3 separate regions of the Hordeum vulgare genome follow, and regions 1 and 3 are each linked to region 2. The links are chromatin contacts, called in public Hi-C maps. All regions are on one chromosome and are shown on one strand. Each heading gives the region's core, a stretch centred on a gene start, on an enhancer-like site or on the middle of the called end of the contact. The rest is flanking DNA. Distances are from core to core; before and after follow the strand shown.

Evidence for each region. Hi-C and Micro-C count contacts between places; a contact is called where the count stands out from the background.
Region 1: a Hi-C map of seedling shows a contact between it and region 2, with 8 times the contacts expected there. The contact joins the promoter of LOC123395745 here to the promoter of LOC123452042 in region 2. A contact is called at or near these places in 2 of 6 Hi-C or Micro-C datasets (leaf and seedling).
Region 3: a contact with region 2 is called in a Hi-C map of seedling, with 6 times the contacts expected there. The contact joins the promoter of LOC123395885 here to the promoter of LOC123452042 in region 2. A contact is called at or near these places in 3 of 6 Hi-C or Micro-C datasets (leaf and seedling).

What each region holds. Positions count from the first base shown.
Region 1 is chr5H:315,298,015-315,302,553 of MorexV3_pseudomolecules_assembly, forward strand. It overlaps LOC123395745 (40S ribosomal protein S16), which reads left to right and starts at 1,550. Exons shown (of 1, transcript XM_045090774.1): 1 at 1,550-2,379. The coding sequence starts at 1,687. The coding sequence ends at 2,136.
Region 2 is chr5H:314,767,948-314,772,104 of MorexV3_pseudomolecules_assembly, forward strand. LOC123452042 (cell division control protein 45 homolog) reads right to left here and starts at 1,771. Exons shown (of 1, transcript XM_045128616.1): 1 at 1-1,771. The coding sequence starts at 1,756.
Region 3 is chr5H:315,472,423-315,476,890 of MorexV3_pseudomolecules_assembly, forward strand. LOC123395885 (NAC domain-containing protein 77-like) reads right to left here and starts at 1,797. Exons shown (of 3, transcript XM_045090914.1): 1 at 1,404-1,797; 2 at 1,013-1,293; 3 at 1-869. The coding sequence starts at 1,608. The coding sequence ends at 138.

The sequences.
Region 1 (4,539 bases), core at 300-2,799, 530 kb after region 2:
TGAATCCAAGTGGAAACGAAATTCACTACAAAGTTTTAAAAGGCACACATCAGCCTTGTTAAAGCAACTACTACAAAATCTCAGCAAAATCGGTTTACATTATTGTTTTTTTTAATACAGTACAATCAAAGACACTGAAATGGACTTGTCTCTAAAAAACACACATCTTACCTCTATGAATAAATTCGAGAGACTAAACGAGCACAGCATCTTTAGATTGGCGAACTCATCATACACGCACATCATAGTGACGAAAATGTCTTCTCCCATAGAACGAACATCACAAGAAAGGCTAAAATAAATTCAAAAAAATGCTAATGTGAATACCATAACAGATCCCGTAAAATCGTTTCAGGCCAGATGAGGAGCGCACTAGTCAGCAGTTGAATTCACAACAAGCTTTGTGTAAAATAGCGCAACACAAAGTGAAAGGAAAAAATAGATGGATTATGGTTGTGTCATCGATGACGCCAATGGCCGTGAGCCGTTGTCCTTGGCCGCTAGCATGTATGCTACCACGCAGACACCAAGGGCAATGAGCATTACTCCAAGAACGCGAAGACGGACATGGGCCATGGCTGATTCGAGGGGGGGGCGCTATGTGTGACCAGGAAGCTCCCATGAGCGTTGTAGATCGCACAACACCTTTCTAGGGAGGTGGGATGTGGGCGTGGGAACTAATGCCCGCAATGCTCAATAAGGCGGAACGCCGGCAAGCTCGAGCCCGCATCCGTGGCAGAGCTTGTGCACAACCTGAGAGCTTGATTCGAGGGGGCTCAAGCTCCGCTAGCCTTGGGAATGAAGCAGGAAGTGGTGTAGCTCTGCTCTCGTCATGCTGAGTACCTCGCCACGACAACAACGGTGTGCCATGGTGTTTGGCTTGGGCGACTTCTTGGTGATCTGCTCAAGACCGCTCCATATGTCGCCCAGCTGCACTTGGACAACAAGTCTACATTTCAACTTTGCAAGAATCATGTCTTCCACAAATAGGAGAAATCACATCAAGGTGTGCTACCATTTCATCTATGACTACAACAACAACGACTCAGTCACACCCCAGTTCGTCAGCTCCATGAGTAGCTTGCGAACATCTTCACCGAGGCTCGGGGTTACCAAGTTTGCGAGGAGATCCGTGTCATCGGAGTGAAGTGATCAAAGCCATTTTTGGCTTAAGGGGGAAATGTTTAATAATCCAGCATCGCTTCTGGATCGGCTACCATGGCAATGGTTTTTCGGTACTAGGGCAGCTCCTTTTTTTGGTTTAAGTCTTTTTTGTTTTTGATTACTAAAATAATGATCTAAACGCTTTTACATTAGTTGACAGAGGGAGTAGTAGTTTTTTTTGCTGTTGAGAAATAGCAAATCAGGTAGTGCATATAAATTTCCCGCAAAAAAAGTAGTGGATATAAATTATCCTAAAAAAAGTAGTGGATATAAATTCATTTTCGGCCTTGTCACGTCTGGGTTTTTCTCACGAGGAGCAAATGACTAGCCCGTGAGAAAGCCCAACATATTACCTCGGCCCATTCAACCCTTCACTGATTAACCTGAGCTGCATAAACCCCAACTCCTCCGAGGTATAAAATCGCCCACTCTTCCCTGATCCCGCCGCCGCCGCCTCTCCCCCCTGATCCCGCCGCCGCCGCCGCTGCCGCTGCCGCGCTCCCACCAGGCACCACCGCAAACATGGCTGCTGTCCTCACCCGCCCGACGCCGGGCACGGTCCAGTGCTTCGGGCGCAAGAAGACGGCGGTGGCCGTCGCGTACACCAAGCCAGGGCGCGGGCTCATCAAGGTGAACGGCGCCCCCATCGAGCTGATCCGCCCGGAGATGCTCCGCCTCAAGGCCTTCGAGCCCATCATGCTCGCCGGCCGCTCCCGCTTCAAGGACATCGATATGAGGATCCGCGTCCGCGGCGGCGGGAAGACCTCCCAGATCTACGCCATCCGTCAGGCTGTCGCCAAGGCGCTCGTCGCCTACTACCAGAAGTATGTCGACGAGGCCGCCAAGAAGGAGGTCAAGGACATCTTCGCCCGCTACGACCGTACCCTCCTCGTCGCCGATCCCCGTCGCTGCGAGCCCAAGAAGTTCGGTGGTCGCGGCGCCCGAGCGAGGTTCCAGAAGTCTTACCGTTGATTGGCCTGCAGGATCGTCGACTATTGGGTGGTTTTCTCTGATTTACCTCCCCACTTTTAGACTCCGTATGATTAGTTTCGAACCTTGGCAAGATATTGTGGTATGATGTGATGTGCGATGTTTAAGGCTACTCGGTAGTTGCTCGATTATGTTTTTTTTTTACTTGTTACCTATGTTGAGGAATTTTGATATGGTTGCGTGCTTGCACTATATTTTATGCTATGTTTCAGTTTTCATGCTAAATGATGTTGCCTGATGACTGATGTTATGTTTAAGTTAGCCGGATGAGTAGAACGGTGCGTTGGATCTTTAATACGTAGTAGTATATAAGAGTATCAGACTAATTCGTTTAGGATGACTTTTACCTCACAATTTGTAGAATGTTGATGCTTTGTTCCAGCTCTTGTCAGGATATCGTGATATGGATGTGATGTGAGATGTTTGAGGGTATCTGGTAGTTGCTGGAATATGACTTTGCTTGATACCCAATTTAAGGATTTTTAGTGTCATTGCCTTATATTGATGTTATGTTTCCAGTTTTGCTAGATTGTTGCAAATAGATATCATTTTTATCAACTACTAAACGGCAGAAACGCCCATTTTGCTCTTGTTCAGCAGTGATCTTCATTTGGGTGTTGCATATTGTGTGTATATTGATGACAAGTGGCAAATGATGCTTGTTAAGCACAAGTAATAAGTTTTAAATAATGTTTGGTTCATCTTCCTGTTTTGTCAGGTTTAGCTGATGCCTGTAGGTAGAAGTGTAATCCGTTTTCAGTTAGGTTTGGCTGATGAAAACATGGCGTACCTCCTTACATGTCTTAGTATTTGCCTATAGGAAAAGCATGGTATGTGATTTTAGGCAGATTAAGTTCAATCGTAAGTCAAACACATATCACCGTGTTACCTAGATAGAGCATTTCATCATTAGGTTAGCTTTTAAAATTTCTAGTATTATTCTTCCTCTGTCCCAAAATAAGTGTCTCAAGCTTACTGCAATTTTATACTAGAGCTAGTACAAAGTTGAGACACTTATTTTAAAGTTGAGACACTTATTTTGGGACGGATCGAGTAGTTCAGAATGTTCATAAACAGTAGAACATCCACATCTGAAATGGTGCTTAGCAACACAGTGCAATAATGCTGTCATTCCTGACTATCCACTGCATTCTACTACTGTGTTGAGGTTTAGTTTGAAACAGATGTTGCAGTTTCTTGGGGGTATTTCTGTTCTTTTGAGCAATGTCCTTGTAGTTTTGGTTGATCAATATGAACAGTTTTCCTGTGGTCTTGGTGCAACATTGTGGCAAAATGGCTGTGCTTCTCTTGTGTCTAGTGTGCTGAGTGTTTGATTTGTGTTTGTGCCGTAGTGCCTTTACCCCCACTGTATCTGATGTTACAAGGATTTAGCCCTGTAGCTGTTAGCTGTGATACAGAATTCATTCCTGCTGTTTCAGAAATCACCTGGTAACATGTTCGTGAGGTTACCTGACCGAATTCTTGTTTCATTTTGCGTGTGCCTTCGTTTTTCTCTTGAATGATGTGAATCGCAGGAAATGTAATGCAGTTGGGAAGATGTATTTTCGAACCTTGCTGCATTTTATGCGTTGGATACCTAGCACCAGGTAGAGATTTGTAGAGCCAATAGCGGGGGCTCCCAGCTTGATGGCAATGCTTTGTTGTGACATCGCTGTGTTTTAAGACCCATGAGTACCGTTTTGCTTCAGACCTGCGAACCTAGTTAGACTGTTTTGCTTCAGACCTGCGAACCTAGTTTGACTGTTTTGCTTCAGTCCTGCGAACCTAGTTAGACTGTTGTGGAACGCATGTAATTGGTAGTACCCACTCCGTTTCTAGATTTCAATATGAACTACTCCCTCTGTAAAAAAAAATAGTGTTTATTTCACTACTTTAGTGATCTAAATGCTCTTATATTTCTTTACGGAGGGAGTACATACTGAGCAAAAATAGGTGAATCTATACTCCAAAATATATTTGTATACATCTTTATGTAGTCCGTGTTGAACTCTCAAAAAGGATTATATTTAGGAATGGAGGAGTACAATTCTTGACATTTGGGGACATTGTTGTGCTGCCGATTGTGAACTATGAAAGCTTTGTTGTAAGTATTGGCCTTTGAAATATGAAATGAACTCCCCTGTCTCAGAATGTAGTGTCAAAATATGTGTCATATTTGAGGCATAGGGAGTAATAAACTTTGTTATGATTTTTCATATTCTCAATAGGCTAATAAATTTGAGAACCAAATTTTAGCTTTTTTGGGCGATCTGAATAGGGAAATGCTAATGGTCTGCCGGCTGATCACGCTGAGATTTCCGCCACCAGCTTAACCATTGGATCGTACATGATCTACACGTCCAAAAGCAGGCTCACATACGATTT
Region 2 (4,157 bases), core at 521-3,020:
ATGATGACTCAAACATGTCATGGAAATAATCTGCACCGATCTCCTCTGCCGCTGACCTAAATGCATTACCAAACGCGTTCCCCTGAACTGCCCCGAGCCTTGGCTTCCCACATACACCAATGACCAACACCTTCTCAGGCTCCCTTGCTAAGCAGGCACAGATTAGTGGCTTCATCCTTGCACCCCTCTCCTTTAGTGCATCCATCAGGAAGAAACAGAATTTAGTAAGCGCCTGTGGATGGCACAGCTTAGCAGTGTCCACTGGATCATCAAGCTTCACCCACCGGAACTTCTTAGCACTCCGGATGAATCCACTCTTGGTGATGGCTGAGCTTCCCTGCCTCAGTATCGCCATCTGTATCTCAATTGCAGATTGCATTCCTTTTCGCAGCTGATCCACATTGCTCAGCGACAACGCAGAGTATGCAACCCAAAATTGCTCAGCAGCACAGGACTCCTTTGAGTCCTTGGACTCGGCATTGAGGGATTCAAGCAAAGCTGTGACGCCATAGACAACATCCGCAGCAGACACCTTGGACCTGTAACCGTGCACCCTCAGGAAGCTCCGGTAGTAGAACTCAGTGAGCCCATACTCAGGCAGGAACCGATCAAACTCATCGCGCATCTTGCGCTTGACCTCCATGCTCATGTACTGGAACCTCTTCTGGCAGTCGGCGAGCGGGAACCCCATCCTCGCTAGGAGCAGCTTCAGCTTCTTCAGCCCGTTGTCGCTCCAGGTCTTGAGCTTGGTCGCGACATATGAGGAGCAGAGCATGGAGTCGAACAAACTCCACTCCCGCAGCAGCATCAGCCTTGGCTCGTCCTCATAGGCGATGCGGGAGGCCTCCGGCGCCCGGATCTTGGTTCCATCCTTGAGCGTCACCACCGACCCGAGGCCGGACGGGTCGAGGTTGCCTGATCCATTGATGTGCTGCTCGAGCTCCATGACGGCAGCCTGGTAGCGCTCGTTGGTGATGCGCTCGTGGACGAACTGGTCAGTGAGGGAGACGCAGGCGAGCCAGAGGAGCTCGTTGGTGTTCCTGCGGAGCGCGTGGGCGAGCTCGTACATGAGGCACCCCGAAGGCTTCCCGTGGAAGGTGCCGAGGCGGTAGTACTCCCTCCGCAGCTTGCCGAACAGCCTCTCCGGGTCGCCGTCCGCCTCCTCCCCATCGTCCGAGAGCCGCCGCCTCTTCCTTCTCCCTCCCTCGGCATCAGAATCGGAGTCGGAGGCGTCAGAGTCCTCGTCCTCCTCCGAGACACGGAGGTGCTCGTCGGCGTCCCCGTCGGCGGTGAGGTCGGAGGCGTTGGCGAGGGCGGAAACGTCGAAATCATAGGAGAGGTCGGCGGTGTGCTCGTCGTCGGTGGAGAACAGCACGACGACGCGGTCGTTGGCGGCGGCGAGGTTGTGGAGGTGGACGGGGCGGTGGGAGTCGACGACGAACGCGGTGGAGGCGGGGGGCAGGATGCCGCGGAGGTCGCGGTGCGCGCCCCAGTTGATGAGGAGCAGACAGAGCGGCTGGGACGCGGAGAAGGAGGCGAGGAGGGTGGCGGCGGCGGCGGCGGAGGCGACGGGGTAGATGGAGAAGCGGATGGAGTCGGCGGAGAGGACGTGGGCGAGCGCCTTGAGCGCGCAGAGGGAGTCGGCGTCGGCCGCGGATGGGAGGATCAGCAGCGGGGAGGAGGCGGCCGCCGCGGCGGCGGCGGCGGCGGCGCGGAGGCGGGCGTAGAAGGAGTCGGCGCGGAGCTCCCGCACCATTGGCGCATCAACGAGGGGGGATCGAGATCGAGAATTTTGGGTGGAGGGGAGGGGAGGGGAGGGGTGGAGAGGAATGCTCGAGATCTGGGAATGGAGTTTGGATTGGGGGCGCTTTGTGGGAGCGGCGAGCGCGGGAGGATTTCGGGATTTTGGTTTTGGGAGGGAACGGCTCGCGTCTTTCGATTTTCGAACTCCAAATTTTCGGCTTTGGGGGGATGGAATCCCGTTCCGGCTCGTCACTGGAGCAGAGCCGCTTGTGCCACCCCGATGTTTCCTTGGATGACAGGTGGGCCCACGTTCCGGTGGGGCGGGCTTGTCATACGGGAGAAACAGACGGGCCATACGATTGATTCATTTCATTCGGTGATGCGTAAACGTCACTACTGCTCGTAGATAGCTGGGCTGGTTCTGACCTACTAATTGCGAGGCCGCATGGGCTCAGGTCCAGCGTCTATAATCGAGAGACTTTCAGGAGGGAAAATCCTATTCGCCGCTTGCTGCGGCGAATGGTCGAGGTTTCGCACAAGGGCGGATGCAAGGGAGGCTAGTTGGCCCGGCCATTTCCAGCTTTGCACAGTGCGGCCAAGTTTCTTCTGTGTTGTTTCTTTTTCTATTTACTAGAAAAAAGGCTCGTGCGTTGTAACGGAAGCGAAAAAAAATCCACGTTTCTAATATAACATGATGTCCTGTATTTCCCGAGTCTAAGAAGAAACTATATGGTTCAGACTTTGGACTCGTGTCTCACGTTTAAACGAAGAAATATTCCTCTCTAGGGTAAAGGTGCAAATATAGATAAAATGTATAGATTGCTTTCCCAAATTATTTTGAACCTTTTCCAAAATTCACATTAAAGTTCTACTCCAAGTTTAGTATCCAAACCTTTCCCATAAATCTTTCTGCATTTGTTAAAGCCACCCACAAATTTTCATCATTTTTCAGAAATCCTAAATCGAACTTCTAGTTCTAACTCATTTGAATTGAATTTAAATGAGTTTGATTAATATGATTCCATCATGACAAAACATTATCTTCCCAATATACATATTTAAAGTAGTCCAGGGAATTTGTCCTCACTTCAAAACTCTTCTCCAAACCCCTTTGTGCTTGTCTTCTACTCCCTCCGTTCCTAAATATAAGTCTTTCTATAGATTTCACTAATAGACTACATACGAATGTATATAGACATACTTTAGAGTGTAGATTCATTCATTTTGCTCCGTATGTAGACTTCTAATGAAATCTCTTAAAAGACTTATATTTAGGAACGGGGGGAGTAGTTCTTTGTTTATTTCTAAACAGAAAAAAAAAATAGCAGAAGAGAGGAGCACAAACACATAGCCAGCCACAGCCCACTTGCCTAGCCGGCCTAGCGAAAGGGATCAGCTCATGAGTTTAATTCTTTTTCCCCTCCTTTCCTTGAGTGCCCAATTCTGCTTGTTGATCCTTCAAACAGATTACGTATATGAACTGATAGAATCATATCTAAATAAGCGAGGTGGGACAAGAGCAGAGCTGGTAAGTTCGATCCTAACAGCTCTTGTACACCTAAAAAGTCAACTTACTTGTTCACAATCCATAAAAGAACTTCAGTTGAAAGGCCACTTGCTTGGCTCGTTGCTAGACCCAAAATTGACCGAGCTGAACATCACGAAGACAACGTACGGACAAATATTTGGAAATCCCTATTTGACGCGCGTTGCGTCAAAATACCGCAACTGAAGAACGACTGGTCATCAGGATTGGGCCGGCCCGTTTAACCGTCTCAATGTGTTTCCGGTTTTGGGAACCTTCTAGAGGTTTTCAGTCTTTTTTTTGGTTTTAGGAACTTTTTAGAAGATTCCCTAAACCGGTTTTTCTTTTTTCTTTATTCTTTTTTGTTTCTTTTTTTGTTTCTGTTTCAAAATTGTTCTGAATTTTCAAAAAATGTTTCGGAAATTGAAAAATGTTTTGGAATTTGAAAAAATGTTCCATACTTTGGAAAATGTTTGGAATATGAAAACATGTTCCAGAATGTAAAAAAATTGTTTCGGATTTTGAAAAAATGTTTCGGAGTTTGAAATATTTTTTCTGGATTTGAAAAAATGTTCCGGCATTTGAAACAATGTTCCGAAATTTGAAAAAATGTTACAGAGTATATAGAAATATTCTGGCATTTAAAAAACTGTTCACGAATTTGAAAAAATGTGCTGGTATTTGAAAAAATGTTCCGAAACTTGAAAAATGTTCTAAATTTTGGAAAAATGTTCCGGAATTTGTAAAAATCTTCTGGAATTTGAAAAAATGTTCCTAAATTTGTAAAAATGCTTTGGAATTCGAAAAAATGTTCTACAATTTCAAAAAATGCTCCAGAATTTGAAAAATGTTTCGGAATTTTAAAAATGTTCCAAAATTTGAAAAAATT
Region 3 (4,468 bases), core at 547-3,046, 700 kb after region 2:
ACAATATAATGTCCTTTTTACAAAATCCTAAAACAAGCTAATGCAACGACTGTAATCTCTCTCCATATTCCATATAATCAACATCGATCTAATCAATGAAGCAACCAACAAAATTACTACAATCAATGAACATTCGATCAGTAGAACCGAGCACCAGGATTGTTAGCAGCAGCTGGGCGTCCATTCATAGCGGCAGAAGCAAGGTCGTAATTCCCATAAGGAAATTCACCGCCGTCGTCGTAGCTCCCGAGCTTGCCCTGCTGAGGCAAAACATTGCCGGTGGTCACCGCGGAGCTCGGCAACTGCAGACCGTTGGCCGGCTCACCGAAGTTTTGGGCGCCAACGGCACCTCCTAGGGCTCTCACCATGATCGCCTGCTGCTCATGGAGGTTGACGTCGTAGCTTCTTCTTCCCATCACCATCCCGCCATGCGGCGCCGTATTCATAAGCATGTGCTGCCAGGAGGAGCCGCTTGTTGCCGGGACCGAGCTGGCCATGGCGGTGGCCGTTTGCGCGTTGCTTGGGGCGTTGGTCAAGCTGTAGTTAGACATGACGTTGAAACTTCCAGCTGTAGTAGGAACGGAGGGGTAGTAGTAGTCGGCGTTGTACGGCGGCGGGTCACCGTTGGTGTTGGTGGTGGTGGTCGTCTCGGCCGGCAGCTGGTTGCTTGTGTACTCGTCGGAGTTGGGGATGTAGAGCGGGTCGATCGTGAACATGGAGTCGGTGAAGTCTCCAGCGCCCTCGCCGGCGTCGACGACCGAGCTGGCGTTGGGCGTCGTGACGGCGGAGTACTCGGCGTCCACGTCGGCGTCCCTCGCCGCCTTGGCCTCCCCCTTCTTGTTGAACACCTTGCACACGACCCATTCGTCCTGACCGATCAAATTAAAACACAGACGAAAAAGAAAAGAAACAAATCAAATCAATTCACGCTCCGATGGAATGTTCAGTGCATATATACCTAATAATATTACTAATCTAGTAGTTAACAAAGTGGAATGTTGGAGAGGCTGACCTTGGGATTGTTCATGGTTTGGTCTCTGGACTTTCCTTGGAGGCGGAACTCGTGCATGACCCATTCAGACTTGGCGCCGCGGGGCGCTCGGCCCGTGTAGAAGACGAGCGTCTTCTTCATCCCGACGAGCTCGCGGGCGCGGGGCTTGAAGATCTCCCTGTCCTTGCCGGTGGCCTTCCAGTAGCCCTCCTTGGTGGCGCGGTTGGCCCGGCTGCCCGTCGGGTACTTGAGGTCCTTGTGCACGAAGAAGTACCACTCCTTCTCCCCCATGTTGGCCTTGCCTTCAATTCCACATCAAAACAGCATCGATCAGCTAGCAGCCCGTGCATGGAAGAAGAGGAGGATGACGATGATGAACGGGGGCGGATCGAAGAAGTGAATTGTTACGTACCTGGGAGATCTCGTGGCTCGCAGCTGTTGAGGTCGACCTCGCCGACGGCGCGGGAGACGAAGCTAGGGTCGAGGAACTTGCGCAGGAGGTAGCACGTGATTATCTCCTCGTCGGTGGGGTGGAACCTGAACCCGGGAGGCAGCGACAGGCCCCCGCCGCGGCCTTGCTCCTCCGACCCTGCACCTGCTGCGATGCTCTCCACCATGCTCGCTCGCCGCCCCTCTCGACCAACCAAGCAAGCTATAACCAAGGAAAAGCAGTAGCCGGCTGGGAGTGAGACCGGCCGGTCGAGGATGGAAGAGGAAGGAGGCTTCTGCTTGGGCGCACAAAGAAAGAAAGCTCGAGCTCGGACGGAGGGATGAATGGGAATAGGAAGGGGATAGAGAGCGAGCAAGAGGCCAACTTTTATAATGCTTTCAGCGACCTTTTCCGTGGCTCGTGAGGTCCACCAAAACCTTGCCTAGGAAGGAACTCTCTTCACTCGGTTTCATTAATCATCTCGCATCGCAACATCAGATTTAGGTGTGATCAGGGGCATTAATCTTGGCGATTATAATTGCATCCCGCAGCTTTAATTTCAGCGATTATCTTGACAGCGACGGGCGAGTGTGGGGGCTGCCGATTAAAACTGACGGCGGGAGGCTTGTCTGGTAGGCCACTTGACTTTCTTCACCCTCTTGTAGCGTTGCTCAGAAAGATACAAATCCAAATCATAGACTGTTCTCTCACCTAGATATTTTGACAAAGAAACTATCCCCTTTACTTTTTCTCGTCCCATTTTCTGTATATGTATATATAGATAGGTAGGCTGATTTGAAGAAACATGTGGGGTTTGCGTGTTCTGTGATGACCATGAGAGACTAGGTATGCAGTTAGGCTAGCTAGCTCTAATAGTACGGTGTAATTTCGCAGCATATAAGTATATATGATAAACAACTCAGTTTGGATTTGTTAATTGTTGATGGGTGTAGATTCAAGTGCGCTTTGCTCCGGTTTCTTTGTAATTGCCATCTCTTTTGACAAAAATAAAATAAAATAAAATTGTGCAGCGGCACATCAGAGCACGCGTGCATGTACACATTGAAGCTAGCTGCCTAGCACCACATCAGCCTAACATAAGTGTTATTAGTACTACTTAATTAGCTTAGCATCAGCATGAGTAGTGCAAAATATTCGTGGTGTGGGCATGCATGCAGCTATCCGGCCCGTTCTTGCAATATGTCCTCTTCAGTTCATGACCATATGGCAATTTAGTTGGGCAAGGTAGGACTTTTTTTTATTACCTTTTTTAACCGTACGGATTCAAGCCTGCAGCAGCAACATAGGACCTCTACAAGAAGAAATATTCTCACGGCATGGAACGGTCAAAGCCTGCTGCCTGCATGGAGATGGAAGAATGACGGCTGTTCATACCACTTGGTACTACAAGTATAGCACCATGCATATATGGAACAATCGAAATTGGTCAGCTCTAGCCTCTCTTGGTTAGGCCACGAGCCAGCCGCCTCGCCTCGGCTAGCTTAGAATCTCGTAGAAACTCAGTACTTACTACTAATGAATGAATCTCGTAGAGTATAAGTTTATTACGTATTCTCTAGCTCTGGGGGAGCACGTGCTTGCATGCTTGACAGCCAGCCCTAGCTAGACCACAGGATGCAAAGGTCCATCTGTTATCTGGCCGGTGGAACTGGATTTGGCGGCCCGCCGGGCTTGGATTCAAACCCTCGATCTTGACCCAACCGTGGCAGGGAAAGCGATCGGGCGGTGCCACATGTGCGCTAGCTTGTGCTACAGCTAGCTTACGCCCAGCTAGCTACGCCTGTATATCATATGCTCTTGTAAAGCATGTCAGAGGTACACCGTTCTGTGACCCTGCAATGTCGGTTCCGAATCCACGTATGCGAAGTTTCTGCTTGGATCACAAGCTAGTCTACCTAAAATGAGCCATTGCAAATTTGTTTACCTATACAAATGTACTATTCTTTTCAATTACAATTATTTAGATACAGGAAGAATACTCCTACTAGGTAGAAGTAGTGGATTCTGCAGCATTAATTGGTTTGAATTTCTTCATGAACTCGGCAGCTGGCTCGTCAGAGATCCAAGATACTACTGTCAGCATGATGTCGTCAGATAGGAAAAAAAGAAAAGAAAAGATGCAAGCCACAGCTACCAAGCTGTACTCCACCAATTTGGGGATCGAATGCATGTAGTGTATTTCCTCAAGAATCAGCTTGTCCAAGTCTTAGCAAAACTTCCTGGTACGTTCTGTCAGCAGACAGCTCACGAGTTGCATTTTAATATTGTGGAAACACCTCGATCGGAATTCAGAAATGCTCGTACTTACTTGTTTTTTCTTTTCTTTATGCAGTATTAACTTGTCAGAAGTGGGCAGGCTAGGTCAGGAGCTGTTTTGTTTGTTCATTTTTTTTTTCAAATTCATTAACATTTTTGTAAAAGTTGGAACATTTTTTCTAATCCTCTTTATTTTGGATTTTGGAAGATTTTTCCAAATCGTAAACTTTTTCTAATTGTGAACCGGGTACGGTTGTAAAGAATGCAGTAGCCCAGGTCGATTGCTCAGTACCTTCTTTTTTTTTTTTTTTGGGGGGGGGGGGGATTGGTCAGGATTTAGAAAATCCAGGAGTTGTTTTTAGCATAGCATAATTAAAGTACATATTAATACAATTATACGGGCATATTAATACATATACGAGCATACAATTATCAGTACATATTAATCATCTTGAGATTGAGAAAGTAGTCACGAACACATTCATAATCGACGGGAACATCTCCTTTCATTGAACGATCATCGAAAGGCCTGAAATAAATTTAGAAAAATGTGAATACCAAACTCAAGTCTATGATTTAAACTTTGGTGGACATGGTATACCACTGTACTCTAAGAGCATCTTTAGCAGTCCACGTAAAAGAGCGATCCGTAAAATGCGTTTACAGGTCGTTGCGGAGCAATTTTGCACGGCCATTTCATGCGCCAGAGGTCAACCCCGTATATGAAACTGTAAAATTTGAAAAAAAAATCTTCATGGGTGAAACTACAT